4 separate regions of the Danio rerio genome follow, and regions 2, 3 and 4 are each linked to region 1. Evidence: chromatin contacts called from public Hi-C, HiCAR-type and Micro-C data. All regions are on one chromosome and are shown on one strand. Each heading gives the region's core, a stretch centred on a gene start, on an enhancer-like site or on the middle of the called end of the contact. The rest is flanking DNA. Distances are from core to core; before and after follow the strand shown. Region 1 holds the start of stx2a (syntaxin 2a). Region 2 holds the start of wdr5 (WD repeat domain 5). Region 3 holds the start of gsna (gelsolin a). Region 4 holds the start of stom (stomatin).

What was found. A called contact is a pair of places that touch in the nucleus more often than the background predicts. HiCAR-type assays count read pairs that join an accessible place to other places.
Region 2: a contact with region 1 is called in a Micro-C map of caudal fin, with 6 times the contacts expected there. The contact joins the promoter of wdr5 here to the promoter of stx2a in region 1. A contact is called at or near these places in 3 of 18 Hi-C or Micro-C datasets (caudal fin, hematopoietic stem cells and an unstated tissue) and 1 of 4 datasets of contacts at active chromatin or transcription factors (embryo).
Region 3: a contact with region 1 is called in a Hi-C map of hematopoietic stem cells, with 6 times the contacts expected there. The contact joins the promoter of gsna here to the promoter of stx2a in region 1. A contact is called at or near these places in 11 of 18 Hi-C or Micro-C datasets (caudal fin, embryo, fibroblasts and 3 more) and 2 of 4 datasets of contacts at active chromatin or transcription factors (caudal fin and embryo).
Region 4: a HiCAR-type map of caudal fin shows a contact between it and region 1, with 5 times the contacts expected there. The contact joins the promoter of stom here to the promoter of stx2a in region 1. A contact is called at or near these places in 2 of 4 datasets of contacts at active chromatin or transcription factors (caudal fin and embryo).

The regions. Positions count from the first base shown.
Region 1 is chr21:19,360,286-19,366,932 of GRCz12tu, forward strand. stx2a (syntaxin 2a) reads right to left here and starts at 3,455. Exons shown (of 7, transcript NM_001003561.1): 1 at 3,355-3,455; 2 at 3,034-3,096; 3 at 2,235-2,334; 4 at 1,918-1,992; 5 at 243-316; 6 at 15-152. The coding sequence starts at 3,384. It overlaps dnai1.2 (dynein, axonemal, intermediate chain 1, paralog 2), which reads left to right and starts at 3,892. Exons shown (of 19, transcript NM_001080558.1): 1 at 3,892-3,968; 2 at 3,971-4,011; 3 at 4,200-4,268; 4 at 4,363-4,458; 5 at 4,608-4,688; 6 at 4,774-5,022; 7 at 5,200-5,259; 8 at 5,384-5,512; 9 at 5,692-5,776; 10 at 5,872-5,989; 11 at 6,087-6,130. The coding sequence starts at 3,971.
Region 2 is chr21:19,676,628-19,684,280 of GRCz12tu, forward strand. wdr5 (WD repeat domain 5) reads left to right here and starts at 5,016. Exons shown (of 14, transcript NM_213099.1): 1 at 5,016-5,178; 2 at 6,520-6,650; 3 at 6,836-6,944. The coding sequence starts at 6,570. brd3a (bromodomain containing 3a) reads right to left here and starts at 4,117. Exons shown (of 12, transcript NM_001123389.3): 1 at 3,953-4,117; 2 at 1,993-2,348; 3 at 1,393-1,530; 4 at 1,167-1,302; 5 at 880-1,070; 6 at 407-778; 7 at 193-321; 8 at 1-86. The coding sequence starts at 2,193.
Region 3 is chr21:19,000,812-19,007,425 of GRCz12tu, forward strand. It overlaps gsna (gelsolin a), which reads right to left and starts at 2,550. Exons shown (of 16, transcript NM_001012312.2): 1 at 2,447-2,550. It also overlaps a transcript of rxraa not described here.
Region 4 is chr21:18,939,999-18,947,475 of GRCz12tu, forward strand. stom (stomatin) reads left to right here and starts at 5,805. Exons shown (of 9, transcript NM_131758.2): 1 at 5,805-5,982. The coding sequence starts at 5,922. It overlaps LOC141379843 (a long non-coding RNA gene), which reads right to left and starts at 4,162. Exons shown (of 4, transcript XR_012396704.1): 1 at 4,118-4,162.

The sequences.
Region 1 (6,647 bases), core at 2,205-4,704:
CGAGCGTGTCGTACCTGACTGTTAACTAGCATGGCGATATCCGTAAACATGTTATGCAGCTCTTGAATGCTGGCCTCCAGACAGCGAATGTCCTTGTGTCGTGACTCAATTTCATTCAACGCTTGCCCTGTGATGCTGGAGCCAGAGCTGATCTACACACAAGAACATATCTTAACATTTCAGCAAACTTACTGGACTTTATGTGGGAAAAATTTAAGTTTTCTGAAAACACTGAAACTTACATTTGAGGTAAAAACAGCTGGACTTTTATTTTGTAGTAAATCCTCTGTCTCCTCTTCTGTCATTACATTGCCACCTTAAATAGAAAGAAATATCCTTGATCTTCAATTCATGTTTGATTCTACATTATGAGACTATATGGTACATATAAATCATGATTTTATTTGCTTTTGTTAACTTTAAGTTTAGTTCACTCAGATATATAAGTTAGCTGTTAATTTACTGCAGTAGTGAATGCACTTAGAACTGTTTGCAGAGGCTGCTAATAAAAGGTAATGATAGGTAATAACGTTCATTTTCTTTCACTTTAGACCTAAGTGTATCCTCAGGAGCTATAAGAATTCATTTTGTTTAGCGCGTGTGTGTGTGTGTGTTTTATGAATTCACCAAGAATACCAAGGTTTAGCAGGAAATGTTCTTCAATAATCTATTAAAAATAGTCACCTACCGCTCCTACTGCCTGAGGGTGAATAAATTAACTGCAAATGTTCCTTTCCCATTAACCCATAATCAAAATGACAGCAATTCTACAGTACAATGTTCAATTACAGAAAAAAAAATACTAATAACAATAGGCAGTGGTGGTCAAAGACATTTTACGATGATGTGTTAATAAACGTATTAGCTCACTCACTGATCTCCAGCTGCCTTTGTATCCGCTCTTTACTCTTTGCACGAAAATATAACAGCTCTTGGTTGTACAAACCCATTATTTCTGCAAACCTCAGTGAAAGTACTGTGTGCTATAGAACAACACAGAGAGACAAAGAAAGAAACATTGAATATAACAAGCATCTAAAGAACAGCATTAAATATATACAGCAGAGGGTGATTTTTACCTGAGTAGTGTGTATGCGGCAGTACACTGAGCTGCTGTTTGTGTTTGCATTCCCATATTTAGAAAAATGTTCTTCCAAATCTATATAAACAATCAACCAATAAGCTTTTAAATGTAACACGAAAGATTTAATGACAAATGTTGTGACAAAAATAATGAGTTGAGGTTATTTTTTCCAGGCAGATATAAAGCCAGGTATAGAAGAATGTTTTTTGAAGAGAATAAAGCTGAAAGTTTACTAGAGACACATTTCCTGGGTTAAAAATAAAAAAGATGGAATGAAATTCCACCACAAACTGGCACAGACAAGCTTCTCTATTTGCAAGTCAAATCCTCCTTTAAATTCGTCAATTGCAGAGCTGGACTTGGCTATAACTCTGCCCTGGACTACTACAGTGCATCCTTTCCACGTTTTCCAGTGCAAAGTCAATAAATTAATAAAGAAAAGTCTGTACATAATATAATCTTGAATATACTGTAAATGCAGATGCAGAATTAATATATTACAGCATAGATAAATGCCCATTTGACAGTAGGAGAACTGGTTGTGAGCTAGGATGCAGAAAAGAAAATGGTAAGAGTGACTACATTTCAAAATATTTGATTTTGTCATTCAAATTATTATTAGATTTAGACCTAGAATTTTGTTGTGTCCTGTTTGTTTATACATTGCACTAAAACAATTTGGCCTCCACATTGTTTAAAACTGGCTTTAGTGAAAAATGTAAAAGACTAAGAAAACTATCTGTTGAAAAAATTATGATGATTCTTCTCCTATTAGGAGTGAACCTGTATATATTCAGTGTAAACTAACAATAAATAAATACATTTTAACTCACCTTTTAGTTTAACTTGGATTGCATCTGCTATCTGCTTGATGTCATTGCCAAACAGCTCAAGTTCATCTCTCACATCTGTGAGACAAAAACATGGTAGAGAGTAACAAAGAAAAAGAGAAGTGACTGCACAAAACAACTTTGTTTATTATTATTGAATGCATTCAGGTTTCTCACACCTTTTAAACAGTCTATTTCCATGACTTTCATGCTTAATGGATTAGAATTTCTTCAAATTAATTTATATTTTTGTTAAATATTTGTAACACTGGTGCTTAATGCAGACAAGACTGCTAAAACAAAATGTGCAACATACTCACAAGCCTGTGGGTTGATTTCTGTCAAAATGGTACGATGTCTCAGCTTCACTTCTTCCACAAGGAAAGAAAGTCTTTCTATAAGTTTTTGAGCTTCATCAACCTGTACATATACAGTAACATGCATGACGATAGAAATTATTTGCTTTTCAGTTATACCTTAACAGAAAGTATAGTTTTTAAAACTTTAAAAAAAAAAAAACTTGTCTAAAAACTGACTTACATAGACTACACTTAAAATAACACTGACAGAAGTCTGGCTGGTCTTACTCAATCTTTTAATGAAGTTATATGTATACGTATTTTGCATGAGATTGAGTAGCCTAAATATTGTTTCCACATGGTTTTATACACTGCTACATAAACTATACTTCTAAAATCAATACCTTAACATAGTAAAGATAAATAACTATTAAAAGTTATGTGACTTTTATACTTTTAATTTTAAAGTTTGTTTGCAAAATAAAAACTACAACGCTAATAGTTGAAAAAGAATAGTCTAAGTATATTAAACTAAAATGTGCAACAAGTTAATAATGAAACTGACAACTACATCTAAAGTATGACTGACATTATATTTTTATGAGCTAAACACTGGGCTAACTTTGAGCCAAGCAAGTAGTATTAAAATGGTAAATTACTAGTGCTGAAAACTGTACAGTATACTTAAATTATACTTGAACTTTCAAGTAGCCTACACATAAAGTAACTGTATACTTCTCTTTTGTAAGAGCAATGTGGATTAGAGACCGTTTTACGCAATAAAGTAGATGTTCAAACAACACGGTGTAAGTACACAAACCTTGGGCAGGAACTTCTCCAGGAAAGCGTCAGACTCAACATCGATGGTGATGTCATTGTAGTGCTGAACGGGGAAAGCCAAGGTTAGTCAAAACAATTACTGTTAAAAAAAAAGCAGTCACTGAGACATTTATAAACGGCTTTAATGAAACAGAAAGCATTGTTTTATCAGTAACCACATGCTGGCTAATCCAAAAAGCATTAATGCAAATATTCTGTACAGTGAGAGCAAGTAACGTTATCTTATCTGTAAAAAAATCGAACTTATTATCAATAGTTTTACGTCTAAATTACATAAATTAAGAAGACAATGTTGTCTTACGGCTGATAATTCGCCCAGACGATCCTTCATTTTAGCTCCAAATAAGTTTCTCCGCTACACCACAATATTACTGAATGACTCGGTTAAACAATAACCTGAATAAACCGCCCTTTGAGTTGAATCTTCTTGATGAATCAATATCGGTATGAACAGCTCGTTTGAATACGTTGATAGGTATAGTTGGGAACTATTCTAAAGAACCGACTCGCTGTTAAATGAATCGGACTTTCCAACACTATCAAGGACACAAAAGCCGCGCCTTCTTACTTCCGTAAATTTTGACACCATAATAACAAACATCGTTATTCAAATTTTATTGTACGTGCTTGCAAATTTATTTTCACAAAACTTCAAGGTCACCTAAATTGAAACAATGTGAGAAGAAGTTACTTCTTCCAACACAAAACATGGCTTTATATTTATTGTGCAGCGAGGAGGAACGGGAGGGGAGGAGCAGGTGAGGGGCTCCAACTACGCGCATGCGCAGTAATGTCTCGCCAGTCCGACGGGTGCAGCTGCCATGGCAACCTCTAAACGCACAAACACTAGTTTCAGAGAGCGGAGCAGTCTTGTTACCCAAAGAAAGTTGCTTTCACGTTTTTTGAAAAGGAAAAAATGTCAGTTTCTTATAAAGTTGGGACAGTGAAAAGTAAACAGGTATGTAAATAGCATTATAACGAACGCAGATTTAATACTATCGTAAAAGAATAACTTTTATAAGTATCAAACACGTTTTGGCACCTAACGTTATAGTTTTAGTGAATTTTGCTTTCTGGTTAACCAATGTTAATTTAACGAATATTGATTTACTTAATGATTGTAATGCATTTATTTTCTCAATTAAGTCACCTAATGTTAACACCCAGCCAAAGGCTCCTGTGGTAAAGGGTGTCAAAACCACTGGAAAGAAGAAGGTAACGTTAGCCTTCAACACGACTAACGTTATTCATATTCATTCTGAATGAATTCTTTGTCAAATTTGTCAAAAGGCATTTTTTGGTCACGTAGGATGAAGAGGAAGGGATAGACACAGCTGACGGAGAAGAATGGATGCAAGGAAAAACCCTTGTGAAGCCTCCAGACCAGCTGGACTTAACTGAAGAAGTGTGTAAACCTGAATAGAGCCTGTGGTCTGACTCTGCATCTAATAATGTTGGGATTATTATATATATATATATATATATATATATATATATATATATATATATATATATATATATATATATATAATATCTGTTTCTTGTGTTCAAAAGGAGCTGAAGGAAGAGATTACCAGAGTATTAACAGCAAACAATCCGAATGCCCCTCAGAACGTTGTCAGATACAGTTTCAAAGTAAAAAAAAATATCTCTATAGCATATAAAGTTATGCTTCTTAAAGAGGATGATTTAAACAACTAAAATTTATTTGTCTTTTCAGGAGGGCTGCTATAAAACTATTGTCTTTGTGGATCAGATGGCTATTCACTTTGAACTAGAAGGGAATCTTGTGCACAAGGAATCAGATGAAGGTCGAAGACTGATGGCTAAACATACTGAAAGGGAAGATTGTGGTGGAGATGAGAGACTAGAAAATGTGCCAATCAAACCTGGAAAGAGAGAACAGAAAGTCACCAACCAGTTTAACTTCATTGATAGAGCCTCACAAACATTAAACAACCTTCCAAGAGTGAGAAGATCTATGGATTACATTATTGAACCTTTACGTCTCATGGATTTATTATTCATTAAAAAATGAACATTGATTGACAGTGATTGCATGAATGCTTTTGTAGGCTTTGTGCACATTTCATGCATTATCCACATTATTTCATTTTCTTTTTCAATAAAACATAATGTTTTGCAGGAAATAAGTTGTCAAACTGAGCCACCCCCTCGTGCAAACTTCTCAGCTACAGCCAATCAGGTAAGATAATTTTAGTCTTTTTTTCTGTAAATTATTTTGATTAAAATTTTGGCACTAAACCAGCACTATGCTTTCATTATATTGAACATATATACAGTGTTAGCAAACCCTGGTCTTTCTACAGTGGGAGATCTATGACTTTTATGTAGAGGAACTTCAGAGGCGAGAGAAAAGCAAAGAGAAACAAGAAAGCCAGTTCCCAAACAAAGAGGAGGACAGAAGCAAGAAAAAGATGATCCAAGCAGAGGCTCAGGTGGCTAAAAAATAAATATAATTTGACATGCATTGTAAAGAACTACATACACTATTGTCCTAATTACAAAAGAATGTAAAAAAATGGTTTAAAGGGGGTTAAGTGAAAAAAACAACAATAACAAAAGTTATTGGCAAAAAAGAAAATAAAAAAGCTGTTCCTACTACTTGTGCTTATAGAGTGATGACATATCCCAGCTAGCTAAGCCTGCCAAGATCATTGAGCGTATGGTGAACCAAAATATATTTGATGAAGTTGCACAAGGTAATTTTAATCAAATTATATATTTTGTTCTTCTTCATTTGACAGATTAACATTCGTCAAAAAGTTTTGTAATCACATTTGCTTCCAAACCTTAGATTTCATGTACTTTGAGGATGCAGCAGATGAATTTCGAGGAGAGAAGGGGACTCTTCTCCCACTGTGGAAATTCCAGTATGATAAAGCTAAAGGGCTGTCTGTGACTGCCCTCTGCTGGTGAGTCTCACATTGGAGTACAGTAAAATGCATTCATTTACTTTTTTTGTTGAGTAAACAGAAACAAATAATGGCAACCACACTTGTGTATTTCTAGGAATCATATATACAGTGATTTGTTTGCTGTTGGTCTTGGGTCGTGTAAGTTAACTATATTTACTCTGAAAGAAACGTTTGTACTTCTTTTTAACTGTCTGTTTCTGCACAGCTATCAGGAGCACAGGGTGGCATCAGATAATAGGATTCCTTCTCCCTTTTTTATTTATTTATCTGTTTATTTATTTATTTATTTATTTATTTTTATCTATTTATTCTGCCAAACCAGGGCTGACTAGCATTGAAAGTATTAATTTTGGCAGGACACTCATGATTTCTTATCTGTATGCTGTGCTTTGCTTAATTTGTTTTGTTCCAAATTACAGATATCTCATGCAAACACAGACTCTCTTTTTTTAAATTTTCAGTCCGACACCTGTTCACTTAAACAAAACTCACAGAGATTTACTTGCATCTGCATTCATTATAGACTTCTATTTTTTGCATGCACAATTAATTATAAATACTGTAAACTAACCATAACCAGCTCCCTATCCTCTAAAATTAAGTTGCTTTTTTAATTTTTTTTTTACACAATTTTTCTTTTTTTTTCTTTTTGACA
Region 2 (7,653 bases), core at 3,766-6,265, 320 kb after region 1:
ACCACACCGGCCCCACCTACACCACCTGCCCCAGGAACCTCCACTGGCTCATCAGGCATCTTTGCAAATCGCATTTCAAACACATCCTGGAAAGAATAACAAGCAAAACGTCACTATATTCTAATAAGAGTTTTGATTTAAACAAAGGGAACGTAATTGTCAAATGGAGAAGGGAATACAACAACGACTCACCTGCAGTTTTCTGGCCATAGCAACCACCTCATGATCAGGTGGGTTGTACTTGTAACAATTTGAGAACATTAATCGCACATCTGCAGCAAAAGTCTGAGCATCCTGGTACTCTCGACTATCCATTTTTTTCTGTAAGCAGGCAAGAAAATAAACATGAATATTACCTTGTAAAAGTGAAGGCATTATAACAGCTTAGTGTCCAAACTCAACATACTTTTACTGTGCTTAAGTCCATGGGGTGTTTGATTATATCATGGTAGTCATGCAGCTCGAGAGCCTCTGCATCAACAGGTTTGTAAAATGGCCAAGCGTACGCAGCATGTTTTTTTGACAGCATTTCTTTAAGGATGACATCGCAGTACTTAAGCTGTTCTGAAAGTCTGCCCTTTTTGCCACCATGCACGCCTAGTTCACCATCCTCAAAATCCTTTTTAGGTGGTTTAATTGGGCGACCGGTGCTCTCTCGCCGGGCTGCCACCTTGCTCTGCTTGCCTTCTAAAATTGGGGTGGGTGATTGGCTTCTGCTCGCGGTGATAGCAGAGGTAGTAGGGGTGGTTGTGTCTGCTTTCCTCTTTACCCCTTTCTTCTAGGAAAACCAAAAAACCACAAATGGGGAAACACAAAGCCGGTGGTGAGGCAACGACACTAAATATGTCATGTGACGTCCAGAGAAGTCATGTGACTTACTTTAACCGTGGGTTGTGATGGAGGCATGCTGGGTATCACAGCGGCAGCAGTTGTGTTCTGTACAGCTGGTATGCTAGGAGTGATAGCGGGCACTGGAGCTGGAGATACTACTGCTGTTTGTGAACTCGGCGATGTGGCACCTGGAAAAACTGATGTGGGTGAGCCAGTGGAGACGGCTCCATCTTGCTGACCTGCATTTAAATAATTAGGAGGAAAATAATATTATTTATTATGCATGAATATAGGATGTTATGATTAATTCTTTATTCAGCTGATTTCAATTTTACCAGGCCCTGCTGGTTTGCGCCCTTTGCCCTTCGGGGCAGGTGGAAGCAGCTCAACCTCTTCCTGGGGCATGAGGGCCACTTTCTGAAGGAAGATCTTCTCTAACGCTTGTGCCATCAACACAATATCATCGGTTGGCTAAGAAAACAAATAAAAATATATACATTAATTGTCTAAGCTTCCTCTGTCTCAAAACTGTGTTTTAAACTAGTCTGTGCCAAGTCATACCTTGTTGTAAATATAACAGTTTGTGAACATTGTGTTGAAATCCTGCATACACTCGCTTGCACTGTAGTAGTAAACGCTCTCCAGTCTTTTCTTGATGGTGCCCATATCCATTGGGTTCTTTATGATCTTGTGATAATCCTAGACATAAAAAGTAAAGTTTTTCAACAAAAAGTTTCATCCTCACAAACAACAAAACTAACCATAGGGTTCATCTAGCTGACCTTCTTCCTCATATCACAACTCTGATGAGGGGTTATTAAAAAATTAAACAATAATTTAAAAAGCAAAAAAAAAAAAACACATGCAATTGCAAGCAATAATTTACTGAAACTTGCAACATATAATCTCAAATTGCAAGATACAACAGATGCTAACTTGCAATTGAAAATTTAGAAATGTTATGTTCTGACAAGATAAATACAAACTGTGAGATGTGCATTTGCAATTGTGAGAGTTTGATAACTGTTAAGTTAAAAAAGCCAGAATAACCTAATTTTTTCAACCGCAAAATACAGGCTTCCATGATAAAAAAGCTAGTTTAAATATGGAAAATGATGGATGCTAAAACAATTATATTATGTCTAACACACATTTACTTACCGGAAGGCCAAGCTTAACAGCATCAACTGGCTGGTAAAATGGCCATGCAAACTGGTGCTTCCACAGCGTCTTGACAACAACATTTTGCATGTACTGCAATTGGTTAGTCTTGCGGCCAGGTTTGGTAGGGTTGATCACCTCTGGAGGAGGAGGGTTTGCGGCTGCAGGAGGTTCTGGGGTTGCGGAAGTGACAGCTGACATTTTGGTGAAGAGGGGAAAAACTGCTTAATGGGAAAGGTTTTTTTATTCTGCAAAAGACTTATTTTCAGAGTGCCTTTTTTATGCTTTTCTGTTTTTTTAGCTCTTCAGTCATCTGAGAGGGACCATATCCCATTGCAGGACCCAACCTTCAACCTCTAAAAACAAAAACAAAAACAAATGAGTCATAACAACATGCTTAAAAAAATTAACCTATGCATTTAAAAGCATGATGCAATTAAAACTGAAAAATTAGTAATACTTTGTGACAGAATAATTATTAATCTAAGAATAAAATAAGTGGAGCAGCGAGCAACCAATTATAAGAAGGTGACAGGGAATAGGAAACCTAAACTATTAAAGAACAATGGCCTGTTCTATCAAAATCATGACATTTAAAATTCCTTTTACACACACACAAACAAACACACACATCCATACATGAAGCACACACAGGAAACTTTTGAAATAGACCAAAAAGCTTTTCAAAATAGTCCCAAGAATTGGTGTTTAACAGTTTTAGACATGTTTGGTGAAAGTTTAACCCCTTTATTATGACTTCTGTATATAGTGCATTTTGAACAAAAATAAGAATTTAAAAACTGCTAAAACACTTAAAATCAACCCTGTGCATGAAACAAGGATATTAGTACATCAAGACTTTAATTCTGAGTTGGAAACCCACATAATGATGCTTTTCGGTTGCTGAAGTTAAAACCATATTTTTAAGTTCTTCCCTGTAATTATGTAATATTATTTATGTCATGATATAATTTCTTCTAAGCCAAGTCAACATGACTTAAAGTTACTTCTGTGAAACACAAAAACAGGCAAAATGACAGTCTCAGTCATCATTCACTTACGGAACACAAATGAACATCGATTAAATTAAAACTGAGACTTTTTTAAACAGACGGTCAGGTTAGGAACACCTCAAAAACAAGTAAAAATGATTACAACTACGCTTTTAAACATACTTTAGCTGGTTTATGCACGTGTGTAGCTGTTTGGGAAAACAAACAGCAGCAGTCGCAGCATTACCGCGTAAACAATCACTGCCTCACTGAACCGGGTCCACTCGTTAGTTTCCACCAAAAACAAATGTCTACGTTCAAAATATATTTATGAAACATTATGGAAAAACTCAGGTTTGCAACAAGCTACTACAGTATGGATATCAAGATAGAACGCTGAAAAAAATGTAATTATCTGTGCTGCGACTGCAAACACATACCACGACCAGATTAGTAATTAATTCAAATGTAATTATTTTTAACAAAGCCTTTAAATTCATCCAGACCACATATTTAGCCCTCCACCAGCCTATGTTTGAAATTTTAATTCATTAATATATATGATGGGGAAATAGGCGCCAAGAGCTGAGCAACTGATTAGCTTTAGCACACAGTCAATCACTCACATTAAGATGGCGCGCAGCTAACAGAGTTAGCATCCACGCTTAGCGTTTCTGCACCTTCTCGAGCCTCTTTTTATTGACTCGCGTCAATCTATCATACACAGAGATACGCTGTGGTGGAGTAGAGGTTCAGATAATGACCTGGTGGGTAAACGAATGAGATTAGTCATGTTATTTCAGTGAGGCTTTGTTAGATTGCCGCTTTGTTGAAAACAACTAGCCACTGGCTAACGGCTTCTCCTGTGATTCACTGATTGAGCGCAGACCCTATTGAAATATAGCCACGAAATGCGAAATATTACACTAAAAGATGTTGTTAAACCAAAAATGCAGACGATTACTTACTCAAAGGCTTCAGGAAAGGAGTTACCGTGTGGCAATCCCAGTGGCTCGTCGCTTGTTTGGAGGCTGGGCAGGAGCACAGAGATGAGGTACGCGAAGTGCTGTGCGCATGCGCATTGGCGCGCTCAACCATCTGCTGTTCAGCATTAAACCACAAGTTCTCAATCTTGTAGATGCCCCGTGATCGTGCTCATGGAGGGAACCCTATTCTAAACCTAATTTATATAGATTTATATAAGTATATTTAATATTGAGAAAAACATCATGGGTGCTTTTAAACAATTAGTAAATATATAAAACCCCAGCGTTACTTAGCAATACAGTTCGTATAATTCCATATTTTGGAAAGAGCGTGTTTTCATATAATTCACATATAATTTGTAAGCAGCATACACATAATAAAGGAAAAAGAAGGAGACAAACTTTGAAAATAATCAAACAATAACCACATTCGTCTTTATCCTGTAATATAATATAATGATATACACAAAAAGTACAAAAGCTGTCACTTGTGCGGTACCTTCTCAAAAGAACAATTTATGAACTAAATAAGTACACCTTTAAGTTATACTTTTATACGTAAATAAAATGTCTTTTTCTGGTATTGTATGCTCATTTTAATTATATAATAATAACATTTGTAATTATCAAAATGACTTAAAAATAATTATTAAATTATTGTTAGAAAAACATCAAAGAGTGAAAATGTAATAACTGATGCTGCCACATGGTGACCGGTGTTTAGTCGATACATCTCGCCTTTGAAAAAATGTCCCTCTTGATCCGCCGTAATGTTTTGCGCGCAAAAATTTGATTTTAAATTTTTTTTGGGGTTTTTATTTTTTTTTTTGTTTTTTTTTTTTTTTTTTTTGTGATTTTTATGGTTGGGCTTTGTTTAACTATAAAACATGGTTTAGTTAACTCCGGATCCACACTCCAATCCAGATGGTGGCGGTAATGCACCAAAAGCTGGTTGCCAACCGCCATAAAACACACAAGAAGAAGAAGAAGAATGTTTTGCGCGTGCGCAGTGGTTGTCACTGCCACATTACCGCCTGAGCCTGCGGTAGAGAGGCGCTCATCCACCATCGTATTTAGCTCGATCACTAGCTCATTACATGATCAAAACAGCCTCTCTTGCGATTTATAATTACATTTCTATTCAAACCAGGCAGTGGACTCATCCAAAAAGCAGAAAGCAGCTCTTATTGTCCGCTTAACAGCCGCCGGTGAGTGATTTTACTTGCTGCTTTTGTTGTCTGAATGTATGGAGAAAGACAGTGAGGCATGTGTGCCGAGAAAAGACATCCATTAATCTGTGCTTCAACTATTTTACGAGGGAAGGGACGGGGGTTTTACCTGATCGATTGCAGTAAAACCACGAGTTTGTAAACGATAATGTGTAAATGTGGGTGTATTTCAAGGGTTGCAGGTGGTCCATGGTTGCTCTGAGGCCCTGCGCCTCTCAGATAGCCTAGCAGCTAACGTTAACAGTATTGCTGTTTTCATAGATCTATCGCTGACACAGACAAGAGCTTTGGAAAATGTACCTGCATTTTAGTGTTAGTGTTTATCCAGGTTATTTTTTTTTTTACTTGTTTCAGTTCCAAACAAACATGTCATCGACCAAACAATATAATATTGAACTCTTGTTCTAGTTTTCATTTTTGTAGTTTGCCTTTTTTTCTCTATTGATCGTATATTAATAGTAGATCAACTAAACCTTTTAGTTTATACTAATCTATTACACATATATGTTTGCATACCCCTGATGCTCTATATGCAATGTTGCCGTTTCTAGCAGCAATTTCTCAATAATCATGTACAGCTGTGATCTTAAAGTGATAGTTCTAATGCAAAAGATCAACAATTTAATATAGGAAATTAAATTAGGGTCAAATCCAAATTTCTCAAACGTTAAAGTGATATTTCACACAAAAGTAAGAAATTTTCTCGTTCTTTTATCATCCTCCACTCATTCCAAGCCTGCTTTACTTTCTTCCTTCTGATGAACACAAAAATAAGACATGTAGAAAAGCAGTGTCCATTGACTTCCATAGTAATTTTTTTTTCAACTGATGAAGACAGTGGTCGCTTTTTTCCTCTGCATTCTTTAAAATATTTGTTGAATAGAAGAAAGAAATTTAGAGCCTCTGGGTGGTTGTGGGAATGAGTTTTGTTTTAGGTTGACCTATCCCTTTAATATCACACACAATTTTAGGAAACCATTATACTTGGAGCACTGGGACAAAATGATCCATGTATGATCACAAAAGGATGTGACACGTACAAGTGTGCTAAAGAAGCCAACATGTGCTTTTCAGTTTTACCTGTAGGTCGGTATAAAATGTTTTTAAAACTATAACGGGATTCTTAAGGGATTTCATAAATGTTGATTGTAACACCTAATTCCTGCATTTATTGTGTCATTCAAATTAGAAGTCTTAAATTAAAATTCATCTGTTTTGTGAGAACTGCATCACTTGCTTTATTTTAGAATAGACGTCTGCTAAATAAATGCATGTAAAACCACTTAAACACTCATTAGTACTTCTCCTTTTGCCATTCAGATTGACGTTGAACTTGCCTCTGTAAACCCATTCTCTCCAACTTGGTCGCCATGGCAACTGAGGAGAAGAAACCAGACACAGAGGCTACTAAAACACAGCCGGCATCAGCTGCCTCTGCCAGCCAGAGTAAGGTAAAGAAAAAAAACACTGCTGGAAACGCCCGTCTGTGACCAGTTTTTTCCTTCCTTATGGGTGTTTTTTACATTGTGCTTCGGATATACTGTGGTAAAAATGGTATAGCAGCTTTTTTTATGGATCTAAATTTTATATGATCTGTGATAATGTCATTGTTTATGTGTATTCTGCTCTATCTCAGTCAGCACCTGTCAAGCCAAACTACACCTTGAAGTTCACATTGGCTGGGCATACAAAAGCAGTTTCTTCAGTTAAATTCAGTCCAAGTGGGGAGTGGCTCGCCAGCTCGTGTAAGTACTTGTATTAATACAGCACTTGCATTAATATGAAATAATTAGAGCATATAGAATTAACAAAGGCATCAATTTTTTATTTATTTTTTTGATAAACATAGTTCTCTCAAAAGCTATTTCTGGATGGAAAAAAAGAAGTGCGTGTGTGTGTGTGTATATATATATGTATGTATATGTGTGTGTGTGTGTGTGTGTGTGTGTGTGTGTGTGTGTGTGTGTGTGTGTATATATATATATATATATATATATATATAATGTTACATTATTATACATATATATATATATACACATACATACATTCAAATGCTTTCATGGATATAATGAAACGCTTGCTTATCCACTCACTGGCTACTTTATTATGTACACCTGGTTAACTGCTCGTTAATGCAAATTTTTAATCAGTCGGTCACATGACAGCAACTCTATGTATTTAGGCATGTAGATATGGTCAAGACGATCTGTTGCAGTTCAAACCGAGCATCCAAATGGGGAAGGTGATTTAAGTGACTTTGAACGTGGCATGGTTGTTGGTGCCAGACAGGCTGATCTGAGTATATCAGAAACTGCTGATCTACTGGGATTTTCATGCACAACCATCTCTAGGATTTACAGAGAATGGCCAATAAAAGAAATAATCCAGTGAGCTGGTGTTCTGTTGGTGCAAATGCCTTGTTGATGCCAAAGGTCAGAGGAGAATGGCCAGACT
Region 3 (6,614 bases), core at 1,300-3,799, 360 kb before region 1:
ATCTTAATTTGTGTACTGAGGATAAAGGTCTCAGGGGATTGAATCAAAATGAGGGTGAATAATTAATACCAGAATTTTCATTTTTTGTTGATCTAAGCCTTTAAATATATTACTGCAGATGTTTACATACAGATGAGGGCTATTATTAGTCCTCCTGTGCAATATTTTTTGTTCTTTTCATAAATTTTTTGAAGCAATATTTAACGGAGTAAGGTCGTTTTTGCAGTATTTCTTAAATATTTTTTTTTACTTCAGAAGAAAATCTTACTTGTTTCATTTATTAAAAAAACATTAATTAATTAATTAATTAATTCATTCATTCATTCATTTTCCTTCGACTCTGATTTATCATCGACTCAGATAGGTCATCGAAGCGTAATGAACCATCAACTTTTCCGGCATGTGCACAGCAGATGTCCTTTCAACCACAACCCAGAATAGTTGGAATAGTTGGCGACCTCTGAAATAGAGACTAGGATGAAGGAAAATGAAAGAATAAATTTTAAGGTCAAACTTGTTAGCCCTCTATAGCATTTTTTCGATAGTCTACAAAACACACCACTATAACTGTATAATGACTTACCTTTTTAGCCTTATTTGCTTTTTTTAACCCCCCTGGATTATTAGCACCAGCGCCCCCTGTTTATTTTTACCCCCAATTTCTGTTTAACAGAGAGAAGATTCTCAACACAACTCTAAACATAATAGTTTTATTAGCTTATTTGTAATAACTGATTTAGTTTATCTTTACTATGATGAAAGTAAATAATATTTTACAACATATTTTTCAAGACACCTCTATACAGTTTAAAGTGACATTTAAAGGCTTAACTAGGTTAATTAGGTTAACTAGGCAGGTTTCCTTACTCTGTTAAACATCATTTGTGAAATATTTAAAAAAGAAAATCAAAGGGGGGCTAATAGTTCTGACTTCAACTGTCATTCATTCATTCATTTTCTTGTCCGCTTAGTCCCTTTATTAATCCAGGGTTTACACACAGAAATGCCAACTGAGCCGAGGTTCAAACCAGTGACCTTCTTGCTGTGAGGCGACAGCACTACCTACTGCGCCACTGCCTCGCCCTACTTCAACTGTAGGTCTTTAAATTGCACTTTAAGCTAAATACTAGTATCTTGAAAAATATCTAGTAAAATATTATGTAACCCATGCGAACATGGGGAGAACATGCAAACTCCACACCAAAATGCCAACTGGTGAAGAAGGGACTTGAATCAGCGCCCTTTTCGCTGTGCGACAACAGTGCTCACCACTGAACCACCATGCCACTTTGCATGACAAATAAATGTAAATACAATACTATGTATTTTAAGGACTAGCTTCTCTCCTTTCAGCAGAAACAAAGTAAACGTTACTCTCACTGGACTCTGTAATTCTTCTAATCACTAGGTCTGTGTATATATGGGTGTCTTTTAGAACTACAATGAGGAAATGCTAGTATGTTATCAATGAGTGTGTGTTTAGGTGTGTTTGGATTAGAGCACCCATGAAAAAATGCCAGTATGTTATTATTATGTGTGTTTCTGTGTGTGTAAATGTGTGTTAGGATTGCATTTTATGAAAAAGGTTGTTTTTTATAAATGAAAGAAAGCAACAACACTGATTTGTTAGGTGCATTAATAAAATATATGCAAGTATAACACACATGATTTCTGTGATAATTTATAGAATGTTGCTGTAGTTTTTTCACAAACACGGAAGGTGTTTCCTGTGTTGCTTCCTCCTTCTTTACAGCATCTTTACCACAAACCCAATGTTTGTCTCAGTTGGGTGTGTGTTTCTATGGTAACAAGTGATAATTATGCACAAGGGGCTGAGGATGAGTAATCAAAAGTAGAAATACACACCACATGACATACAGTACCATTCAAATATACAAGTTGATCTAATAGCCACAGCATGTAAATAATACAAAAATACAAAATGAATGTCTTAACATCTGCTTTATTATCATTATATAAAGTGTTTTGAGAATAACATTAAGGAGAATGGGTTGAGGATAAGGAGAAATCGATCCAAATATCAATAACATAGGCCTGCTCTTCTTAATGCATGTGACAGATCAATCCTGCTCACTGCGCACTTCCAGACATCCCGTTTACCGCATTATTAAAAGGCGCATCCAGAAATTCTGAATCTTTCCATATATGGCTTTGTTTCAAATCTTAATACGAGTTGAGTAGATTGGTAAAATTATTCAATATAATGCACTGCCTGCCTACACATTCTGAAACGATTTTAGTTTGAGTTTTTGGCGTGTCCCGTTAGAAAGTGTCACTCCTGTGGAAACATTAGGCACAAAGAGACGCTTGTGGAAAGTAACACTTCAGCGTTGTTTACAGTGGGGTAAACCGTCACGTTATTGCTGACTTGGTAATTTTGCTGGTTGCTTGAATGTAAAAGAGAGGTGTAATATAGCAGTCTTACCTTAAGTAGAATTACTGGAGTCTGTCTGTAATTGAGAAAAGCAAATGCAGAACGTTTCGCGTGGACAGGGCAACACCCCTCTGTTTGAGACAGACTGCTCAAATAATCCTCATAGGGGGGTGATCCTGCCTGGCATTTAAACCACTCCCATCTGACAACGGGACAAGGCAAATCACTGCCACCTACTGCACCACGTGGATACTACGCTCACAACTTCTCTAAACTTTAGCATGGTAACCATAGCTTCCTTCAGCTCCAAATACAAGTTGTTCCTGTAACTATTTATTACTCGTGGGTGTCATTTTCCAGTCATTTTCCAGTCTTGTTTTTTTCTGTCATTTTCAGTGATTCAGTTCTCGTGTGATGTCTGGCAACACGTTGTTATTATTAATGTAACTAAATAATGTCATAGCTACAAAATAAATAAATAATTTAAATAATATTTTTCAACATAAATAGTACTGCAGGCTATAAGACAGATAATTTAAAGATAATTTATAGGCTATTACTTTAGCTGTACACACCTTGACTTTTCAAAAAAAAAATACACAAACGGGCCACTTTATTAGGTACATCTTAGTAGTACTGGGTTGGATCCACTTTTGCCATCAGAACTGACTTAATCCTTTGTGGCATAGTTTCAACAAAGTACTGAAAATACTCCTCAGCAGGGGCGGACTGGGACTAAAAATCAGCCCTGGCACTGTAGCCACACCAGCCCACATTACTACACCAACACAGCCCCATGCACGAACATGCACATTCACTACTTATTTTGGTGTACAGATGGTGAAATAATATAAGCAGTACCATATATGTAATAGATATTTAAACATTAAATGTATGTGACTGGAACAAAATCGAATTTATATATGCGATCATTCATTCATTTTCTTTTCGGCTAAGTCCCTTTATTAATCTGGAATCACAACAGCGGAATGAACCGCCAACTTGTCCAGCATAAGTTTTACGCAGCAGATGCCCTCCAAAGTGCAACCCACTGTGACTGAAACCCCTATACACACACATTCACATACATGCACTACGGACAATTAAGCCTACCCAATTCACCTACAGCACGTGTTTGGACTTGTGAGGGAAACCAGGAGGAAACCCACGCGAACATGCAAACTCCACACAGAAACACCAACTAACCCAGCCGAGACTCGAAAAAGCAATCTTCTTGCGCCCCTCCGCTGCCCTCTTTCAAGACTATTTCTGTTAATTTTATGCATTTCGGCAAAGTTTTACTTTTTTCTTTTTTTTTTTTTTTGCTTTCTCTGAGCTTTTCGGCACCTCCTTTCCTTTTTTATGGTCCATTTCTGACAATTAGCTTGTGTTGCACTTACTGTTTTTTTGACATTCTAGCCAGATTTTGGGTCAGCCCATCTCGAAACCAGCCATTCATTGCTGATTGGGCCAATGCTTAATATTTATTATTATTATTACTATCATCATCATCATCATCATAATACTTACATCTTGCAAGAGATAAAAGCTGCCTGCATGTAAAAACAATACAAATAAAAAAAATAAAAAAATGTAAAAATAGCTGACTGGCCCACATTTAAAAAATGGTCCGGCCCTTCTGGCATTTGCCAGAATTGCCAGATGGCCAGTCCGCCCCTGCTCCTCAGAGATTTTGGTCCATATTGAGAGATAATAGCATTATGCAGTTGCTGCAGTAGGAGTGGTACCCTGTGTGGTGTTCTGCTGCTGTAGCCCATTTGCCTCAAGGATGATTTGTTGTGCATTCAGAGATGCTCTTTTGCATACCTCGGTTGCAACAAGTGGTTATTTGAGTAAATGTTGTCTTTCTATTAGCTTGAATCAGACTGGCAATTCACCTTTGACCTCTGGCATCAACAAGGCATTTGCGCCCACAGAACTGCTACTCACTGCATTTTCTCTTTTCTCTTTTTCAGACCATTCTCTGTAAACTCTAGAGATGGTTGCGTGTGAAAATCCCAGTAGATCTGCAGTTTATTAAATACTCAGACCAGCCCATCTGGCACCAATAATAATCATGCCATGTTCAAAGTCACTTAAATATAATTTCTACCCCATTTTGATGCTCAGTTTGAACTGCAGCAGACAGTCTTGACCATGTCTACTGTAAAATGCCTAAATGCATTGAGTTGCTGCCATGTCATTATCTAAGTAGACATTTGTGTTAACAAGCAGTTGAAAAAGTGTACTTAATAAAGTGGCCAGTAAGTGTAGTTATAGGGGATTTATTTAATATTTAGACTGTTGACAAGGACAGCATTTGCTGGGTAGATTTTAAAAAAATAATAGCTGATTTAAGCATGTTCATTTCTGGTCATGTGCTGGATAGGCACATCTTAGGACCAGAACATGAACAGCAAAGAACCAGCTTAAGCCAATTTAAACCAGCAGCAATTGTTCAAAACCTACCTAACCAGCATATGCTGTTTTTTCCACAACAGTCTAATATATGCTTACCAGCAGTGTTGAGGAAAGTTACTTTTGAAAATAGAGCATTACAATTTGAGTAACTCCCCAAAAGGGTAACTAAGTTGCAGTTAATTTTTTATTGTAATGTGTAATGTTACTTTTAAGTTACTTTCTCTACTCTTGCTTTGAGTTAATCTTTAATTAACTACACACTATATATCCTACACCTTCATTTACCTTAAAAAACATATTAAAACAGTAAGTTAGAATAATGTCATCTTCTGAGAATGTACTGCTGACCCCAGAGCTATACATGTCATATATACAGATTAAAAAAGTTTCGTGCCATTTTCTCTTGTTAGTTAAGTAAAATCTGAAATTGAGACAATTTGCTTTTCATTTTTTTCGAAGAGTTCAAAATGCTGAGATTATACTTCCATTGCAGAAATGTAAAGCTCTATTCTGCTATTGTGGTTTATGTCTGTTCCAGCAGTGACCATATTCTCTCACTGAGTGTGTAATTCAGTGTGACTACATTAATATTAATTTAGCAATTTTAAAAGCAAAATTAATTGGACTAAAAAGTGACATTTTTAAAAAGGTAACTCAAATAGTACTATTAATGTAGAGCTTCTACATTCAATACATTCCTCAGGAAACATCCATATTGACTTGATTGCGTGTGAGAATCGAGATTTGGTGACTGCGGATTGCATTGAATTGATTGAATTCATTGTCATATCTTAGAAACCAGTTTCAGATGATTTGAGCTTTGTGACTCGGCACATGAGCGTCACGGTGGCGCAGTGGGTAGCATGATCCTTTCACAGCAAGAAGGTTGCTGGTTCGAGCCTCGGCGGGGTCAATTGGCATTTCTGTGTGGAGTTTGCATGTTCTCCCAGTGTTCACGTAGGTTTCTTTCAAGTGCTCTGGATTCCCCCATAACTCCTAAGACATGTGCTATAGGTGAATTGGGTAAGCTAAATTGTCCGTAGTGTATGTGTGTGCATGCATGTGTATGGGTGTTTTCCAGTGATGGGTTGCAGATGGAAGGGCATCCGCTGTGTAAAACATATGTTGGATAAGTTGGCAGTTCATTTCGCTGTGACGACCCCAGATTAATAAAGGGACTAAGCTGAAAAGAAAATGAATGAATGAATGACTTGGCACATCATCCTGCTTGAATGAATGACTTGACACAACATCCTGCTTGAAGTAATCATAAAATCTTAAAATGATATAGACAAGGCCAACAACATTACCCATGTAGATTCCCACCATTTAAAATATTCACAATTGTTATTAGAAACCCAAAGTGTTTTAGAAAAAAATATCCCCACACCATTACACCACCAGTTGTGAGACCAGATATCACAAAAGATTGAATCACTGAAAATTATTGAAAAAACAAAGCAAAAACAGACTGGAAAGCAACACGAACATTCAAGTGAGCAATAAAAATAGCGTTACTGCAACAATAATATCTGCAATAACTTGTATTTTGGAGGAAGCTATGGTAACCATGCGAAACATAGCTCACTAGGTGGCAGTGTTTTGCTGGTAATTGTTTTGAACGACGCACATTTGGTACTAAGGAGCCCAGTTGGGTGCACAGAAAAATATCTTTCACACATACACCACCAGCAGCCTGAAACGTTTATACAAGGTAGGAATGGTCCATACTTTTGTGGTGTTGATGCTAAATTCTGACCCTGCCGTGCAGAATTCACAAATTAAACAGACACATGAG
Region 4 (7,477 bases), core at 4,555-7,054, 420 kb before region 1:
TGTGTGTGTGTGTGATGAACTTTGTAACAACTTTGCAGAAAGTCAGAACGTTCTTACTGTAGTAAATCTCTGTGGAGATTTAGGCACATTCTGACAAGCATGTGGGAGATGTGGGCAGGAAGAACTTAAAGGCGCAGGCAACAAAAACAGCTACATTGTGTTCAGAGCAGAAATTCCAATACTCTGAAACGTATATTAAATAATCTGATGGGTGTTTTGGCTGAAACTTTAAAGACTCATTTTGGAGACCCAAAATATTTGTCTTAAATCTTGAAAAGAGGGTAAAATATGTGCATTTTTAATGCTAAGTGAAGTTTAAAAGGAAAACTCATTAAAACATTAATTAACATACAATGAACTTGATATACCAAGTCCCATTTGCCTTCAAAAGTATTTAACTCATAAACAAGCAGCATATCTGGAATGCTTATAAAAAAGCCACATGCACATGCATCATCTACAGTCTTGAAAGTAATTAATTACTTAATTGAAATTGTATTTAAATCACTATGTCTAAAAAGTAACTTAGGTAATTGAATTAATTTACTCGATACTATTTAAAATCCCAATGAATCTACATGCATAGACAATATAGAAATTAAACTATTTTAATTCTCTACATTTGAGTCAAGCAGGACCTTTTTGCTTTGTTAAAATAAATACTTTAAAATACTTATCTAAAATAAATATAGTATATTTAAACAATCTAACAAAAAACATTTTAAGGTAATGACACCATATTTCATACAGTGATCAGCATAATTGAGTGTAGCTTAATTAAATATATATATATATATATATTGTTATCTATTTTTCTGTGAATATAGACCATGTATTTTGGTGCATTTAAACAAAAAAAGATTTATTAAACAGATATATTTATTAAAATTATATTTTAGTCACCAAACATGTTTAGAAATTGAAAGATAATACAATTAAATTCAAGCAAAATATTGCAAAAATTAAATTACAACCTACAAAACAACTAAATTTTTCTATTTTTTTGCTTCTATTGATTTTTGCTCTTTTAAAATTTTGTATTTCATATTTTTCTATAACATATACAGTAAATGTGGGTGCACTAGTTTTTGGGCCATTAATCGCAACATATTTTGTTAGATAAGCTCCAGATTTAGCTTCAGTAATGAGTAATCTAATGTACATGCACAAATATAATATTGTATAGCCTCCTATTAAAAATATGAATTTAAAAGATAGACTTGAGGGGGGTGTACTTATATATGCTGAGCACTGTATATACATGTCATTCATTTCTGACTCAAATCATTATATCTTAAGCATGTTTAATTGTCTTGATAAACTTCAGCAGAAAAATATAATTATTCTGCAAAATGTAATTCTTTAACTCTGCTTCTCTGAACTGATTAATCCAGAACTCTTGAGTTTATTTACAGTATTTATGGCAAATATATTTTAATTAATGAAATAAAATAGAAAAGTAATCCCTAACTTTTTTTTGACAAAAAGCAATCTAATTACAATGGTTACTTTGTAATCTAATTACACCCAACACAAATTACCACTATTAGGCATGGGCCGATATTTTTAGCACCCAATTTAGCACAATGTATTTTATTTTAGGAAACATTTTTAATATTTTGGAACAGTAAACATTAGGGATGCTCCGATCACGGTTTTTGCAGCCAATATCAAGTACCAATTCCTTGTCATGATGATCAGCTGATACTGAGTACCGATTCTGATGCTTCAATAATGTAAAACCCAAAAAGTCGAGGTAACTCAAACCATTTGAGGAAACCGATTGCAACAAACCAATGTTTATTGCAGTAAGTAAATAACAAAAAGGTATATTGTTTTTATTTCACTAAAATGTTGAGCCAGATTTTAGTGAACTAGCAATATTGTCAAAAACACAGAACTTTCAGTTTTAATATATGTAAAAAGGCCTAAATACATGCAAAGCCATTCCAATATTTTTCTCTCCAACTAGCAAAGGTGTTTCCTCTGTGTGTAAATTCATAAACTAACACCTACGAGTACCGTTCGAGTTATAAAATGTGATTATCGGCTGATACCAATCTTCCAGCCGATTGATCAGAGCTTCCCTAGTAAACGTGTCAGGCTAAATAATTAAAATAAATAATTTACTTCTGCTGTCTTCATTAGTTTTCAAAACACAGATTCCTTTACAACACATTAAAAACACATAAAAAAAAAACTTAAATAAACCTTAGGAAAGATATGACAGAAAATTTAAGCGGTTTTAAAACCTTGAATTTTCCAAACATGGGGGTAAACCTTGAAACCGGTTATCATCCCATGCCTAAAAAACTATACACAAACACTAATTTTAAATTAACTATAAATTAAACTCACAGGAGCAAAGAGACAAACTTTGTACTTTGGTCATCTCTTCAGAGTATACATTTCAAATGGATCTATGAAACATTTAATATTATAATGTATAACTTTTTAACATATTTGAATACATTTAAGTTAGAATAAGCAATCTGGATCATTTGTACAAAAAAATATCTGTTATGCTGAATGATAAACATTATTTCACTCAAATTTTGACTTATTATTTTTATAAGTTATTTGAAAGCTTTGAATAGACACAACTTCTACATCTTCTGACTTAAAACCGCATTCTAGGTCCACATACAAATTAACACATCTTGAATTAAAGCTGCAGATTTGAGTAGTCGCATTACAGTCCCCATCTAGTGAAATCACAAAATAGAACATTTCAAATAAAACTATGAAACATTAAATATTATAATGAAGAAAATTGATAAGATTCTAATAAAAAACATATGTGCGTAGACCCATGTGTGCCATTTAATAATATTATGATTAATCAATAGTCAAAGCATGTCGCATTGAATATATGCTTAATCAGCTAAGCATGGTTATTTGATCTAATCACAATTATTTGAGACAACCATGACAATTTAAACCCAATAATAAATGTTAATTAAGGATTAGTGCAAAGACTAGAAGCACTCCCTTTCAAACGCACACTTTCCAATAAAAATAAAACATGGTATTTTTATGATTGGCAATTACATTATTGATCACTAGGAAAAAAAGTACAAATTTTGACAGACTGAAGATTTATTTAATTTGCTTTTTTAAAACTCTTTTTCTTTCTGTTTTACTACAAATATCTTACAAAAGCACAATGTGGCCTTAAATGTTATTATGAGAATTGCTGCATTTTCAAACGTTTTTAGGTTTGATAATTGTCAATTATTAGTTTCAAATTAATTTTAATTGTTGATATTTATTCTTATATTTTATTTATCACTGTTCAATGTTTCTATAGAACTGATTTGAACTGATCAATATTCTAATGAATATTGGCAACAATTGCCTACATTTCCCCGCTTAACTTCTGTTGGTCAACAATATTTTTAAGGATTAAAACATTATAATGTGGTTAGCTGTAAATGAAAAGCCCATGTGAGACTTTAAAAAGCTCTGTTACTAATGACACAAATTTAATGCCACCAGTATAGATGATCTGAACATACATTGTTTTATCATAAATAATGACAATGAATTTAATTAATTTCTGTGTAAACTTTTCCTTTAACGTTCACTTTCTTAAAGCGTCTGTTAAACAATGAGTTAGGAGATCATCAATGGCGTGAATAGAGGTACTATATGCAACACCATTCCACAGCACTAGATGGCAATAGTAACTTTTGTTTCAAATACAGCAAAGACTATCAGTTTTTTTTTTTCAACCTTAGTTTCCTCCTAGGGGGCGCTATGAGGCTCAGAAAGTCAATAGTTCATTGAGCCACATTAAATCTCCTTAAGTGTATATCATTACTTTATCTGCGAAAAATAGTTTTATATCTTAAATATATAGCTTCAAACACGGAGAACCTAGTATTCGAGCTATAATCCATTTTTTCACTGAATTCAAATACATTTTAAACGGCCTTACCCCAGTAAAAACAAGCCACTGTTTTGGCCGATGGATTGGTGAAAAACGATGGGATGGGTATATTGATTTGAAGATGTTAAAATATGTATATATTAAATTACACATTTTACGTGTGTTGCAAAATATACATCGTTATATAAGACTTTTAAGAGCATAGAATGACAGCTTTCACCTCACCTTCATGAGACTTTCTACTTCAGGAGAGGGCGCTAACGTATTCATGGCGCCGCGTGGTTTAATCGACTCTCTGATTGGTGGAGAGTTCTCCTAGTAGAATCATGGGTAGTGTAGTTTTCGTACATTATTTATCACGGGTGGCCAAACTTTTTCGTATAAAGGGTCAAAAACCAATTATCATTAGGAGCGGTGGCCCGGATATACCAAATTATATTACATTAAATTTGCCATGGGTAATTGCCTAAATTAATTCTTAATATTTAAAAAATAAATGAATAAAATGATTACTTTAATGCGGTATAATTTTTTATTATAACTTATTGCAATAAAACATAACAGTGTACAGTGGAGTTCAATGCTGAATACACAATTGCCAAGCAGAATCAGCCTTTGCCTTCTCACCAAAGTCTCTGCATTGTCCTCCATTCATCTGGTTACAGTGTGTACATTTTGAACTAAAACTGATTCATTTACAATATTTATTTGAAACATTTAATTTCAGTTAATGTTAAAATAAACAAAAGGTTACATTAGATTTAAATGACTATCTCTAAATCATATCGTTTTCCCTTGTCAGATGGTGGGCCAAATCAAAGGTATGGGCCAACTTTGGCCCACGGGCCCTAGTTTGGACATCTCTGGTATAATCAAAAAGTAAGAATAAACAACAACAACAACAACAGAAGTATGCATGTTGCCTCAAGCCATCTGCAATGGCAATACCTTATAGGCTACTGTTTATTGATATTTTATATAGTGTTCTTGTTTAAGCAGGAAAAACACCACAAACAGGTTTTCTTCACTGTGTTTATTTAAAAACAAAATCTTTTTTTAATTTAAAAAGTTAAAGACTGACAAACTTTAAAAAGTCATCTTTTTTTGGATCTTCTGAGGAATATTGGAAATTAGTAGGCTAGTCAATAGTGCTGTTCACACAGGCGAGGACGTTACGGAATTTTTCCAGAAAAGACCGTTCACACATCCATTCCAAAATACCGGTAAATTCTGACATCATTCACCACAAATTAGCCTTAAACGGCTGCGCTTTTATTTGTAAACATTTGACTACATTACAAACTCTGTGGATGATCAGTATTGTGAACAACTTCGATGAAAACATATAAAAACATATACGGTAATTTCCCGGAAATCCTGTATGTGTGAAAGGGACTTCCATAATAGGAAAATACTACTTTGAGAGTCTGGTTTCCAACATTCTACAAAATATCTTCTTTTGTGTTCAACAGAAAGTGAAAATTGATAAGTTTGTAACAAGTTTTTTTTTTTTTTTGACTTCAATAACAAACATACACATTCCAATCTTACACAAAAAGGACAATGGTAGTAATAGTGATAATAACTTAACAGATCAGGTTAAATAATATTATAAACACATAAAACTGTAAAAAAAAAAAAAAACTGAAACAAAATAGAGAAAGTAAAGGGTGAATAAATAACGCCATTTTCATTTTTGGACTATCCCTTTAAGTAAGAAACATGCACCATCGATTAAGAACACGGTCTTTAACTTAAAACGTTATTTTTATATGAACTCCCCCGTGGGTAAAATGATCTGGAATTTCTGTGGTAAATACTTCCGTTTCTAGGTTACCTCTATGAGACTACAATAATGCCCGCCCACTCCAGCCCAACCTCTTCCAGTGAGAGAGGGGGCTGTACTCCACGCAGAAACCCGATCATCTGTCCCGTGTAGAAAAAAACATCACAGAGAAGATCTTTTGCTTGGAAGTGCATTCAAGATCTGCTCCGTATCAGCCTGAATAACTCAAAGATTACACCGACCATGGAAGATGGCAGAGAAACAGCTGCGATGAGAGAGGAAGAACGGAGGAAGCGACAAATAGGTCTGCTACTAAATAACTATTGTTATTATTTAATGTCACGTGTTTGTACCGTTGTGTGCATTGGATATGCGCTACATTCATTTGACGTTAAAAGATTTACCCATGCTAGATATTTCTATATTACATGTATTTAAATAGATTTTAAATGCATTTATAAATATGTAAACATTAGAAGCGCGTTAATGGTGCATTTATTTTTTTTAAGGTCTTTTATTATTGGTAGTGCACCATGGGTGTGTCTTCATATGCTCTTGTGCCAATCTGAGCAACAACAGGTCCTCATAATATCCTGACAACGTTTAAAAGAGTCTTCTAGCATTGTGGTATGGAACAAGGACTTCATTCTTAATCATAACAATCATTTGGTGTTTTGTTTGTTTTTGCCAGACTCTGAATTGAGCTCGAGAAATAATAAAGGTATTATCATTTTAAAATATATTTAATATAATATAGAACAGTGTTGTTACATGTTTGGAGTTATGTAGTTTATTGTGGTGCAGTATTGTGTGTAGTAACCCATATGAAAAAATACTATAGTAATGTATAGTAATTTAGTAAATAGTGTTTAGTACTTAAATTAATCAGTTGTGGTGATTCTATAGTTGATATGGTAATACAACTATAGTAATATAAACAAATGACCCTGTACTGTAGTTTTTTTTCCATCTATAGGTTATAAAATAACATTAATTTCACCCCTTTTATTGTAGTAGAAACAAGTTAATACAATGGTATGATGTAGCATTCATTAATCCAATGTTGTAAATACTATAATACTATGCTCAGCATAAATGAGTATATCCAATTTTGAAAATGAATGTTTTTGTCCATTTTCAGTGAATATGGGTAATATATATTGGTGCACTTAAGCAAAACAGATTTATTAAACAGATATATTTATTAAAATATTATTTTAGTCACAGTACGTATTTAGAAATGGAAAGATAATACATTTAAATAATGCAAAATATTGCAAAAGAAATTATAAACTACAAAATTTCAACAAAATTGTATATCTTTTTTGTTGCTTTTGATTTTTCCTCTTTTAAAAATTTGTATTTAATATTTTTCTCTGACTTATAAATTTGGGTATACTAGTTTTTGGACAGTTATCGTAAGTTATTTTTGTTATATAAGCTCCAGATTTAACTTCAGCACTGTCTAACCTAATGAATATGCACAAATATAAGATTGTAAAGCATCCTATAGAAAATATTAATTTGAATGAGAGATTTGTGAGGGGTGTACTTATTTATGTTGAGCACTGTATATACTGTCTGATATACAGTTTATTTTTTATGGTTAAAAACTATAGTATTGTTTCATGTGCGAGTGTGGTATGGTTTTGTAAGGTAGGTGTGGTTTAGTAATAATAGTAAAAAAAAAAGGTAAATTCACATTATTTGTGCTGAACAAAATACTTTATGCAAAACATTTGCAGCAATTTTGAAGCAATCAAAATCTATCAATTAATTTACAGGTCAAAGATGAGACT